2 separate regions of the Larimichthys crocea genome follow, and region 1 is linked to region 2. A link is a contact called in public Hi-C data. All regions are on one chromosome and are shown on one strand. Each heading gives the region's core, a stretch centred on a gene start, on an enhancer-like site or on the middle of the called end of the contact. The rest is flanking DNA. Distances are from core to core; before and after follow the strand shown. Region 1 holds the start of tnfrsf13b (TNF receptor superfamily member 13B). Region 2 holds the start of LOC104929139 (ankyrin repeat and SOCS box protein 12).

Evidence for each region. Hi-C and Micro-C count contacts between places; a contact is called where the count stands out from the background.
Region 1: a contact with region 2 is called in a Hi-C map of muscle, with 3 times the contacts expected there. The contact joins the promoter of tnfrsf13b here to the promoter of LOC104929139 in region 2. A contact is called at or near these places in 3 of 7 Hi-C or Micro-C datasets (all in muscle).

Annotation. Positions count from the first base shown.
Region 1 is chrXVI:6,325,912-6,332,060 of L_crocea_2.0, reverse strand. tnfrsf13b (TNF receptor superfamily member 13B) reads right to left here and starts at 1,606. Exons shown (of 5, transcript XM_027289228.1): 1 at 1,463-1,606.
Region 2 is chrXVI:6,163,578-6,169,715 of L_crocea_2.0, reverse strand. LOC104929139 (ankyrin repeat and SOCS box protein 12) reads right to left here and starts at 1,312. Exons shown (of 3, transcript XM_019255554.2): 1 at 1,180-1,312; 2 at 1-435. The coding sequence starts at 430. pkd1b (polycystic kidney disease 1b) reads left to right here and starts at 5,079. Exons shown (of 41, transcript XM_027289114.1): 1 at 5,079-5,151. The coding sequence starts at 5,079.

The DNA.
Region 1 (6,149 bases), core at 357-2,856, 160 kb before region 2:
GCAGTTGCCATACAGAGCAGTAATGCAACTTTTCAGAACATTCTCCATGATACCCCTGTTGAATGTGATGAGAGTAGGAAGCCTGGTTTTCCTAACGTGATGCATGAACACACACTTTTGTGATTTTTCGACTATGGAGGAGTTGAGTGATCGGCTTTGGTTACTTTTCTACTGCAGATCCATCTACCAATATAGATGATAATCTTGGTATTTAAAAAATAAAATATCGATATTGTGTTAATAATACACATATTATAATATCATGTGAATGATCTTTCCCCTCTTAAAACATTTCCCTTTCTTTCTGTTCCCACTTTATGGATCACACTCCAACAGTAGGTGGCAGTAATGCACCTGCCGGATATCAGGGTTACAGTTTAGTGTAATTCACTTGATAAAAACAAGAGAAAACACACAATCAAAGTTAAAGATTGATTTAACTGAGAGTATTTTATTTTTCAGATTAAATATTCTAATACTACAAATATCACAATATATTAAAGTTATTGTGAATTTTTTCTTTCTCCACGATCTTGTGATATATGATCGAAGCTGCGTGTCTTTATGCACGATATACAAATATGTAGGAAGTAAGTGTGAGCTTCACTAATGCATGTAGAGTGTAGAGACTGTATAGAGTCTGTGCTTGCACCTGTTAAACACTATTACTTGTATACTAAATGAGTAAAGGGGGGGGTTGCTTCAAAAGCCTGCTGCTCTCCTTTAAGTCCATTAAATCAAAGATAAAGAGCCATCAGCAGCTAGTAGCAGCTCTGCTGTTGGTGCAACGCGTAAATGTCCATCCTTTAAGAAATCATCTTTGTACTCAAACAAAGTCCTCCTCGCTCTGGTGAGCAATGAGTCAGCCAACTGTGAAAGACACACAGATCTGAACGTCCTCCGCCCACTATTGCTTTCACAGGCACAGAACAGCCTGAGTATATCTGTCACACCCTGATAATCCATACTCACTGTCTTACTCACGCCCCCTTTCAGATTTCATGTAAAGTTAGAACAATGCGTGATTATCATAAACTCATACTACATGTTATAATAGCTGAAACAAAAGTGCTTATTTCCATATAAATCAAAACCATAACTTAGTTACCCGTCTTCTTTTTCTGTCTTTAGCTATTTTTGTGCTTCAGTATTGAATTTTGTTGTCACTCTTTTTGGTATTTATCTTTATAAGCTTCTCATGTTTGGTCTCAGTTACGGTGTATGTCCTGCTGTATGTACAGTCACAGCAAAATAAAGACATTTCCAGTATTTGAAGAGCTCACTGTGAGCCACAGACACGCCACAGACTCACACTAGTTAGAAGCTGTGACCCTAGCTGAAGTATTGAGTTTGATTCCCACCTGGACCACCAATATTGACAACAAATACTGAAAAAACACAACATTCGTTTGTTGATGTGACCTGCTGTGGGTTGAAAACGATGTTTAGAGGGATCACTCACCTGGCGAGATGAAGACGCGGTGGGAGAATCCTTGGTTTGAAGATGACAGTGAGACAGGCCTGCATTTCAGCATGGAAGCTTATTTGGCTATGAACTCACTCTCTGTCTGATCTGGGACTTCCCCCCCCTGTGCATGAGGAGGATCCCCCTACACCGAAACACACACACACCTAAGATTAGACCATTATACAGTTTTTTTGTATTCTTATGTTGTTTTTATAACAGTAAATCACAGCAGATGTACATTAAACAGGGTGTTAAACTAACAACATACTTCAGAATTTGAAAAAAAATCACATAATACAAAATCATAATCAGTAATCTTGCATTTAAAGACTTACTTGAGTGCAATTACAAAGGTGTTAGCGTCAAAATATATTTTGTTTACTGTTACTGCTGGGTAGCTTAACTTATAATACACCATGCATCATAATTTTTATTTTGTCTTAACATTCTGAATCTAAAGTAACTAAAGATCTAAAGAAGATTTCAAATTAACATTTTCATCTGGAAGCTATGTCTGTGTGGCTTTAGCTTTATGTTTGGGGTCGTTACCTGACTGGAATGTAAATCATCTCTTGATAAATCCAACATAAGGAGAATAAAGCGTGTAGAATACAAATCAGCTCTCAAGTAGCAGTTTTCTTCTAGACTGTGACAGGTTTTCCTGTGTTTCTCTGCAATTTGACACTCTCTCACCGCCTTCACTTGTCATGTGTCAAGTAAAGTGCATGTACGATGTCCAAAAAGCTCAATTTCTGTCACATTTGCCCACACTTTGTTGGATGAAGGGCCCATCGCGTCAGCCATGAAACCCTGTATCAACTGCCTCTCTAGCCCCCATCTCACACAGACACACTTTACTTGGGATACTTTTGTACCCTTGACTGGTACTGTTTAACCCTTTTGGCTCATATTTGTTACATGTAAATGTTACATTTCACATACATCTTCATGATGTAGTAGTTAATACCTTTAACAGTCACATTCATTTTGTGAATAGTTCACTCATGTGCTTTTCCTGCTATGATAAATGAAGATGTCTGCTGTGAAAAAGTCATATTAACTGAAAAAGCTTTTCATCTTCATCACGCCACCTCTAAAAGTGTCTTTATTTTTGGGTTAAGATTGTTCAGTTTATTCAAATATATTTTCAGAAATTGGCCTAAATATAATAAATCGATGTTTGCATCAGTCTTATTAGTCATGCAGTTGGAACACTGATTTGCAGTAGGGTGACCACGGTGACTCACTGATGACAGGTATTAATGTGCATCTGAATGCATCTGTCTCATTTTATTCGAAAGATGTGACTAAAGCCACTTTCTCAACGTCAGTGTGAAACCGTCACCATGTGTTTTACTCTCCACTGAGCACAAAACAAGATTTCAGTGTTTCATCTGTGCCTTCGTTCTCATAGGAACTGGGATCTTTCTGGCCATGTGCAGCTTAATTTTAAACTGAGAGTGAATCCAGTGAATTATTTTTAAACACGAACACTTGATGATATAGAAGATGTGAACCAGAGATAACCTGCACTTTATTTTTGGTCCAATTTTTACTATATTAAGTCGTAGAAACTGCACATTGTGCCCGTTTCCTCAATCAGTGCTAAAACTTTAATTATTAATGATGTATTTACAGTATATGAATAAATCAAAGTTTGTCGTGTAAAACAGAAAATAACTTAAAGTTACAATCAGTGCGCTGACTTTGTAACTCTTGAGATTTTTAGGGACGATTTTCTGTGCAGCTGTTAAAAGATACCGGAAATTCTGCTGTGACGGGTCGTTAAAAGGTGTTAGTTTTGTTTTACAACATGTGAATTTGATTCTTGTGGTTCTGCGACAGTCATCTGGAGGCTACTGCAAAAAAGGCAGATTGGATAAGCGTGTGCGTTGATAGAGAATAAGCAGAAGACACACAGGTTGATATGTACTGCAAATTAGATTATAATCAGAGGAGCAGAAGCAGCTGCTGAGAACAGCAGGTGCAGCTGTGTCGGTTAATGTGACTATTTTAGAAGAGATAGATGGTCAGAGAGTTTTGGACATTAATAGATTACTATTTAAATAGTTGGATACACACAGTGGTGCATATGAGTTATTGAACAATAACCAGCTGCATGCACTTGCATGCACAGTGTATAAAAAGTAGACACGGCTATTTGATCTTTATGATCAACCAGAAGATGTCACTCATGCATTGAAAATATGTGATCCCTCACTGACTTCCCACCAACAGATCTCAAGAACTGACCCTAAGTCTCTGCAGTAGACCAGTCTAATAGCAGGCTTTCTGATTGGTCAGTGAAATTGTAAAAGACTTCCCCAATAGACTGAAAGCTTATTAAAACATAAAACAATGCTATTTAAAAACATGACACTGATAAACACTTCCTCTTTGGGATTCAAATCGCAGGACTAGACCAGAGCAAATTTGCAGTAAATAACTTCCACTTCTTTAATGCAAACGTGCATCTGTATGTAAATCACCTGAACGCAACCTTGTGTGAAACTCAGAGATCCAGAGGAAAACCAAGATGTTGAATTTGAGGAAGCGCAGATAAATGTATGACTTGGCTCCATGTTGAGTCACTGTGAAAGCAGAAGGTTCTTCACATTTTACATTTACTGTAACCTGTGCTGAAATGTCTAAAGTGGGCTGCTGGAGGAGCAAATACAGTAAGGTCATGAAAAAGACATTTATTAAAAAATATGCATAAATAAGTCACTTTTATTGATAATGTCAATCAAATTATCAAGAAAAGAAAGGTTAGCTGTTTCACATATGCAACCGATTTGTGTAGTATTATCATTTTATGTTTCTTTTTGCTATATTTACTCAAAACGTATATCATAATTTCAATACATCATTGACTTTTTGATATAATTATTGCAGCATGTTAGGTAAGAAGGAATGGGTGAGAAACATGGCAGCAGTAACAGTTCAAAAGAATATGAAACATACTATAGAAATCAAAATATTTACTCAATAAAAGAATATGAAACATACTATAGAAATCAAAATATTTACTCAATATTACTATAAAGATGAACAATCAGCTGTATTAGTTCCCAAAAAATGTTTTACCCAAAGTTGAGGAAATGTAAGAAACACAAGAAAATACAGGAAAAACTATTAACTCAATGTACTGAAAGTACATACTGTATGAAGGAGAAACTACGAAGGCTGCAATGCAAAACACAAAAGGTCAAATATTGAGGTGAAATGTGTCCATTCTGGGCTACTGTAGAACATGACGCACACACATGGCAAACTTTGTGGAAGAAGAAACACATCATTTATAGAAATAAAATACTTATTCCTAAGATTATACACTATTAAAAACATGCACATTATATTCTGTGAAAAGTGGCCCCTAACTCTTACACGTTGGACCTTTAAGGCCCACTGAGTGCCATGCAAACTGACAAGCATGTGGACAGAAAAGCTGTGGACAAATACACATTGTCACAAAAAACAAACAGAAATGAAATTATTTGAAAGAAATGAATTAAAAGACAAAAGATTGTTCAGATCAAAATGTGTTCAAGGACACAGAAAAAGCATCAAGACATTCATTTGTCAAAATGAAAGCCTCTCCCTGCTTATACATTACTGCATTGTAGTGAAGAACATTAATAGAAAGTGTTTAGTGTGAATCTAGAAGAGGATAAAGAAAGTAAAGAAGTTGTTTGTTTGGCCTGGATCACACTTCTAACCACCTTCAGAAACCTGAACACCCAGAATAGACTCACTGCAGATGGGTAGTCAAATTCTGAAATGGAAAAAAGGAAGCCTGTTCACGAGTACAAAAAAAAAAAAAGAAAAGAAAAACAGAACAATCTGAAATGGCCAAATCATGACTAAATCAGTCATTTGGTGTCTTAAATGCAAAAATGTTGGGTGAGTTACAAACATACGTACATTTCTCAAAAGCCTTTCACTGAAATATTTTTTTTTGACACCAAATGGTAAGTTTGTGAAGAGTAATAACTTATTGTTGTTGGTTTTGGGAAAGTATTTGGAAACTCCAAAGTCAGAGTTATGTGTGTAACATGAAGTTAGACATCTCGTTTTATCATTTCATAACCTGAACAGAATTGGACACTGTCACAGTAAATCACATTCACTCCAGCGGTACCTGAATCAGACCAGTAGATGGAGACAACATGCAATATTTGGAAAGACTGCTCAGCGCAGAGTCATCTATTATTTCCAACTAAATCTCTATCCACTAGTCAGAGATTGACAGAAGCTTACGTGCACCATTTTCACTGGAGGGAATAAAAAATATTCTTTTCTAACTTTGGTGAGACGGTAGTAGGGGGTAGATAAAGATGTTGGGGTTGGGCAAAGGATTTGAAGGGGATGAAAGCAACCTCAGAGTACTGACAAGTAACATATGATCTAAGGGTGAGAGGCCACATGTTGTGCAGTCCTCCTCTGAAATTTCTACTAGACCACTGAACAACATTTCCACCCACAAGTGGTATCTTTGTTGGACTTAATGGAGTGTGTCGCACTTCTACATTTGCTTTTCTCGACATCACGTTGAAATACAGACAGAAAATATCTGTTTTCACTTCACGTGCATAGAAGGAAATGTGTTTCATGATAGAAGAGTGGAAAACCCAAACAGATGCCATTCTTTGTTTCATCTCTGCAGGTGGAAGTTTGTGAA
Region 2 (6,138 bases), core at 63-2,562:
CTGCGCCGTGTTTAAGCAGTTCCTTTAATATCTCCACATCCCCCTCCCGAGCAGCTGTGAGGACGGGGGAGCAGTTGTTGGCCGAGCTCCCGTTGGGGTTTGCGCCAGCTCCGAGGAGCGCTAAGACACAGTCTAGGTACTTCCCACGGACGGCTGCGAAGAGAGGCGTCTGAGCCTTGACATCAGCACAGTCTACGAGGGCGCCGTGGGCTAGCAGAACCTGCAGACAGCTGAGATGGCCTTTGGACACGGCAGCGTGGAGAGGCGTGCCTGCGATGCCCCAGCCACCTCTGCAGTTGATGACCTTCTTATAGATTTCTTGGCAGAGCATCTCATTGAGGAGTCTGGCATTGTTTTGCAACACTGCTTGTCTGAGTTGGGAAATTTCACAGCTACTTTCTTCTTCTTCAGATGTCCTTAGTTGGAGCATAGAAGCTGCTGAAAGAAGAAGTCACAAACACACAGAATAAACAAACAACAGCTGTTGAATGAAGCTGTTCTAACCTTCCCGTGAACCCACTTTGTGTCGTAAAAATGACCGGTTACCATTTAAAAAGCTCATGGTGTCAGCTGAACATTCATCATGTTCAACAACATGTAGTACTTGTAACTATGAAGATGCTCTCAAGATGCTGACAAGAGATACTGCTGCATCATCTCCATAGAAACCAGCTACACCAAACTCCCTTTAGATGTTTCACAATTTAAGATTTACGGACACGTAGAAGAAAAAACACAAACACTGAGTCACAACTTATTCTCGATTGTGTATTATTAAGGTCTTCTGGAAACTTCGGCGTAAAAATATTTATGATATATATTTCAAAACACCGATTTCTAACATGTACGTCTCTCAACATGGCGCTGCTCTGAAAAAATGGATTTATCTGCGACTTGGTGTAACAATGAAAGCCGTGCTGTAAGCTGCCTGAATGTGTGTATGTTTGTACAACATTACAAACAAAAACGTTATTTACAGACTCATTAAATATACAGTAACGTCACGTATCAGGGTTAGTGCGCAGATCTCCGCTATTATTCAGCAAAAACAAGTGTCGACACATGCGGGTAAATATGAAACTGTTTGTCTGAGTCCTGCTAATTGGACATGTCATTGTTTTAAAAAGAGTTGCAGCGTGATCCGGCCTGTACCGTTCAGTTTGTTTGGTTTGATCATACCTGAGATCTGTCAGCACCATCAGCTGCCCTCTGCATCTTCCTGTTTGTTCCTCTTCCTCGCCGCCTCGACGTTACGGCTCACATCCACGTCCATGCTGCAGTGCTGCCCTCTAGTGCTCAGAGAAGTCTGTGACGGCTCTCAGTCATCCAGGTCATCTTTCTTTTTAAAAAATAAAAATAAAAAGGTTAAGTCTGGGGCAACTGGACTCATCCAAGAAGCTTATTTAGTTCTGACTGACCAGTGGGGAGTCTGTGAATTTATACTGGGAAAGCTTGTAGATCCACTTTGCTTTGGGTAGCGACAGTAGCTCAGTCCATAGGGACTTGGCTTGGGAACCGGAGGGTAGCCTGTTCAAGTCCCACATGGACCAAAAATATGGAAGATGGACTGGTAGCTGGAGAGGTGCCAGTTCACCTCCTGGGCAGTGCCGAGGTGCCCTTGAGCAAGGCACCGATCCCTCACAACTGCTTGCTGGGCGTTGCTCAGGGGGGCTGCCCATCACTCCACCATCTCTCTCCACATTTGCATGTCTATGAGCCCTTGTACCTTGTACTGCATGTGTGTGTCTGGGTTAAAATGCATGTTAAAATAGAGTGAAAAAAGAATTTCCCCATTGAGGGATTAATAAAGTATATCTTCTTCTTCTTGCTCGTTAGTGCTCCTTGTTGTGTGACCGATGGTCGTTAGTGTCAAGCGTTGTTGAGTCTCCTGTGGAGGGATGGAAGGACAGCATTGTAGGTGGGGGTCAGGTGGTGTCTGAGGCCTCCTCCTATATGGTGTTTTTATCCAAATGCAATAGTCACTGTGAATGCTGCCAAAAAAATGATGTGCACAATGTTTTAATGTTTCACGTAATGGGTGTATACTCCTTTTAGCATATTTAGTATTTATTTTGATTTTAGCATGTTTAATTTTATTTATTTTAGTACATTTTAATGTCTCAGGTATCTTTATTCTTATTTATTCTAGTTATTTTAACACTTACTAGTCATTTTAACGCTAGGATTTTATTTATGTTGCACTGACTGACTAGAAGCACTTTCAATCTCGTTGCACCTGTGACAATGACAATAAAGATCTATTCTATTCTATATTCTATTGTAGCAGACCCTTGGTGCCGAGTAATGAGACGGAGGGATTCAACGGGTGCTTTAAGTTTTATTTATCGCCGTAGCACGGTGAAAACTATAGAAAAGAAATACAGAAAGAAAGAAAAGAAAGCTCAAATCAAATTTATGTATGAAACACTTAATTTACAAACCTAATATAATTCACAATCGTCAACAAAATTATCTCCCATTCAAAGACAATAAAAAGATACATTTATTAAACAATAGTCACAATTAATGTTAAAACTCATTTAATAATGCAGGCGGCATCCCACAAACCAAACAAATTCAAACATCCCAAGGACAAAGGAAATCACAAACAAACTGAGGTCCACATACCTCGTTCCACTACTATACCAAGGGAGCTAGTATTTTTACAACGTTGAAGGTGCCCTCTGGGAACCGTCTGCCTCTTAATAACAATAAACAAACTTAAACCGACCAAACTGACATAAATTTTTTTATATAATTACAATACATAATTCAGAAAAAAACCTACTCACCATGGATAAAACAAACAAACACACAAAAAACACACACAACTGCACAGACGCTGCGCCAACCGAAAAGACAAAAGACAATGGAGATGAGCACAGGTGAGGAGGTGCACAGGTGGAGCTTATGGGGCTTAATAAATCCCTTCCCACTATCTCGCTCTCAACAAACTGGCCACTAGATGGCATCCAAAGTCACAACCAATTCAGTGTTATTCACAGTGTTTATAACTGCCGTTACAGGACAGAACCTACAGGTAAGTTATAATCAATGAATTAGTTGATCTATTCAGTTATTCAATCATTAAATAAACAGTAAGATGATGAAATTATTATTAAGTCACAGTTTTCAGTGGTAAATCAATAAAATATTCTAAAATAAATAAATGAAGTCATTTAATAAATCATTTAAACTCAATTATATATTTAACTGTATAATATTATGAATCTTCAATTTTAAACAAACTGACTAATCTTTTGAATAAATTGTGTAAACTATTTAAATCAGTTAATATTTCTAAGTTCATTTATAAACATGAAATGCTTTAATTATTAAATGCTTTAATTATCTTTATCGGATTCATTCATTTTGATCTTTGCTGTGTTTGGAGCTGATATCAGCTGACATTAGGCGAAAGGCAGAGTCCACCACAGAGCTGACACAAGCATTCATTCATGTTCATGTTCACACCTACTGTATGGACAGTCAGAGTCACCGATCAGGCTGGTAGACTCAAACTGCTGTAAGGCGACCGCGCCAACCACCACACTGCTGCCCATCTTCATCACAACAGAATTTAATTGGGATCATTATTATTTAATTATACATTTTTGAAAAATATGCCAGCTGCCTAGGCCAGCAGTATAGGTGTTTGGCAATGTCAGGCTGTCAGTTTGATCAGTCGACAACAACTGGCCCTACCTTTTTCTTTGGCTTCACCTTGAGGTTAAGATTTGTGGTTTTGAGTGGAATAGCTTGACAGCTATTGGATGGATTGTGATTGGAATTTGGATTGGAATGGCGTTGTTGCCCAGCAGTGAGAATTTATTAACTTTGGTGGTTGTTTGACTAGTATGTTAGCACTGGTTTGAACCGGTTCTCTCCAGGTACTCCCACAGTCCAAAGAGATTCATGTAGGTTAGCCCTGTGATGAACTGGCAACTTGTCCAGGGTGTACCCCGCCTCTCGCCCAGTGTGAGCTGGGGATTGGCTCCAGCCCCCCAGTTCACATTCAATATAAAATGTTCACATTTTACATATAATGTGAACACTGACAGCCACAATCTGACTATCTCACAGTTATACTTGAGTACAGTAGACTAGAGTAAATAGGCCTTAAATACTGTCACTGTTGGACTTAGCCGTCTATTCAGCGTCAGCTCCCTCCTGCTGAATCTACTGTTCCTGTGAGGGGAAAACTTCTATCTCACAAAGACAAATACAATCGTCTCCATAGCAATGGGCTGACAATTCTCTCAATAGTTACCTTATCATTGCCCTCTACTTTATCTAGTCCCTCACCAGGCAACCCGGATGGCATCCTTTCTTTTAAGACCAGCTCTATTTCTTTTGCATGTGCGTCACAGAGCCATTGTTTGGTTAGTGATGAGGTCTTGGTGTTAGTGCTTGGACAACAGGCCGGCAGTGGGCACAATGCAGCACAAAGAGCTTCCAAGATCTGAGACATCTTCCTACTTCTACTGCTAAATAAAAAGGTTTTGGTAGCCCTGTAAAAGATACTCATCCTTCTTAATCCCTAAAACATATAAAATACATCAATTTGATGCCAAACAACACAGACACAACAATGACTCTTTAGTCTCTGAGAGTTGTTTCTGTCAGGACCCTGAGCTGCATCCTGCCTCAGTGAGTGTGACTGTTTCTATTGAGTGCCAGAGGTTTTACAACATGGTAATGAGCAATGCTGGCCTCCTATGTCCATTCTGCTTCTATAGCTGTTGCTCAGAGACAAAGTAGAAGTCACCCAGGCGTTCAGAGAGAGCGGAGAAGAGGCCTTTAAAACGACCACACCACCATAACTCATAGTGTGTCTGCGAAACAAGGGGAGGGGGGTGTTAGTGGAGGGAAATGTAAGTGTGTGCACAAGACACAGAGTTGGGTTTAAAATTGTCAACTTGTAGACTGAGGATGAGTGGAGAGTGTTGTGACAGGAAAGAAGAGAAGAATCAGCTTGTTTAATGCACTGACGGGAGTGCACTGATTTCAACAATGCTCCTGTGGTGATTAGGCAGAGAGTATTTTTTCCTTCAGGAAGATATGATGCACTGTGAAACATGACAGGTACACGTGCATCACCAAAGCAGGGACTGTGGATTCTTTGTGTGGTTTTGATGACTGCAGCTGGAGGTGAGAAGCTTTGTTTTGTACTAAATTAAGACTAGAAATAAAAATGTGATGTTTCGCTTTTGGAGATTCTGGTTTTGCCTCCTTCAGAGAGAGTTCAGAGTTCACTACAACATTCTTAGAGCTGGATACTTCAGTCTGGTAGATGCTTTAAGACATGAAAGTTTTAACTTTACTTAAATCAGTGATCATTTGCTTTGTGAGAAAAAACCGGTGCACGGTTTTTCAAGGTAATTTATTACCAGTTGTCCCAAAAACTGGATTTACTGAGATGGGTTAAAATGTTGCTGTCTTTTATATTTAGGTCATTTTCAATTAATCAAAAAAAAATCTTATTGTATATTTACTGTAAAGGTGCAACTTTAAATGATAGTAGAAATTAAGAAAGGGAATTGTGGTTATATCTATATGCAACACATACAATAATACATACAAAATACATACTTTTTGGCTTTTGACCCCTGAAAATGTCTATGTAAATTTAATATCTACATGTTACGCATCGTCAGACATCATGAGATACATTCCCCTTTTTATTCCTGTTTATACACACCAGGTTAATTGTGGTTTAATTTTCACTGTCATATGTTTGGAAGAGATTGATCAGTACAGTTTTGAGAAGATGCACTTTATCGATCCAGAATAAATCCCATTGTCACAATCATTTCATGAGAAGAGGTATTTTATTCCAACCTTAACAGTGTATATGTTTCTCTTGTTTATTTTAGTTCATTATAGTATTATTAACACTTATAACTTAGTTCTACTTTACTATTAAGTGGGTGGTAGAAAGTGGTACAAAGCTGTTTACTCAAGTTCTGTTTCTAAGTTTGGTGTGTAGAGTGTTTCTGCTTGATGCTGTATCATACATCTTCTGGACTGCAATTCAGAATGAAATATTGTACCCTTTACTCTATTACATCAATTAAACAGATGCAGTTACTAATTTCATATGTGTCCATATTAATGATCCAATAGCAGAACAGAGGA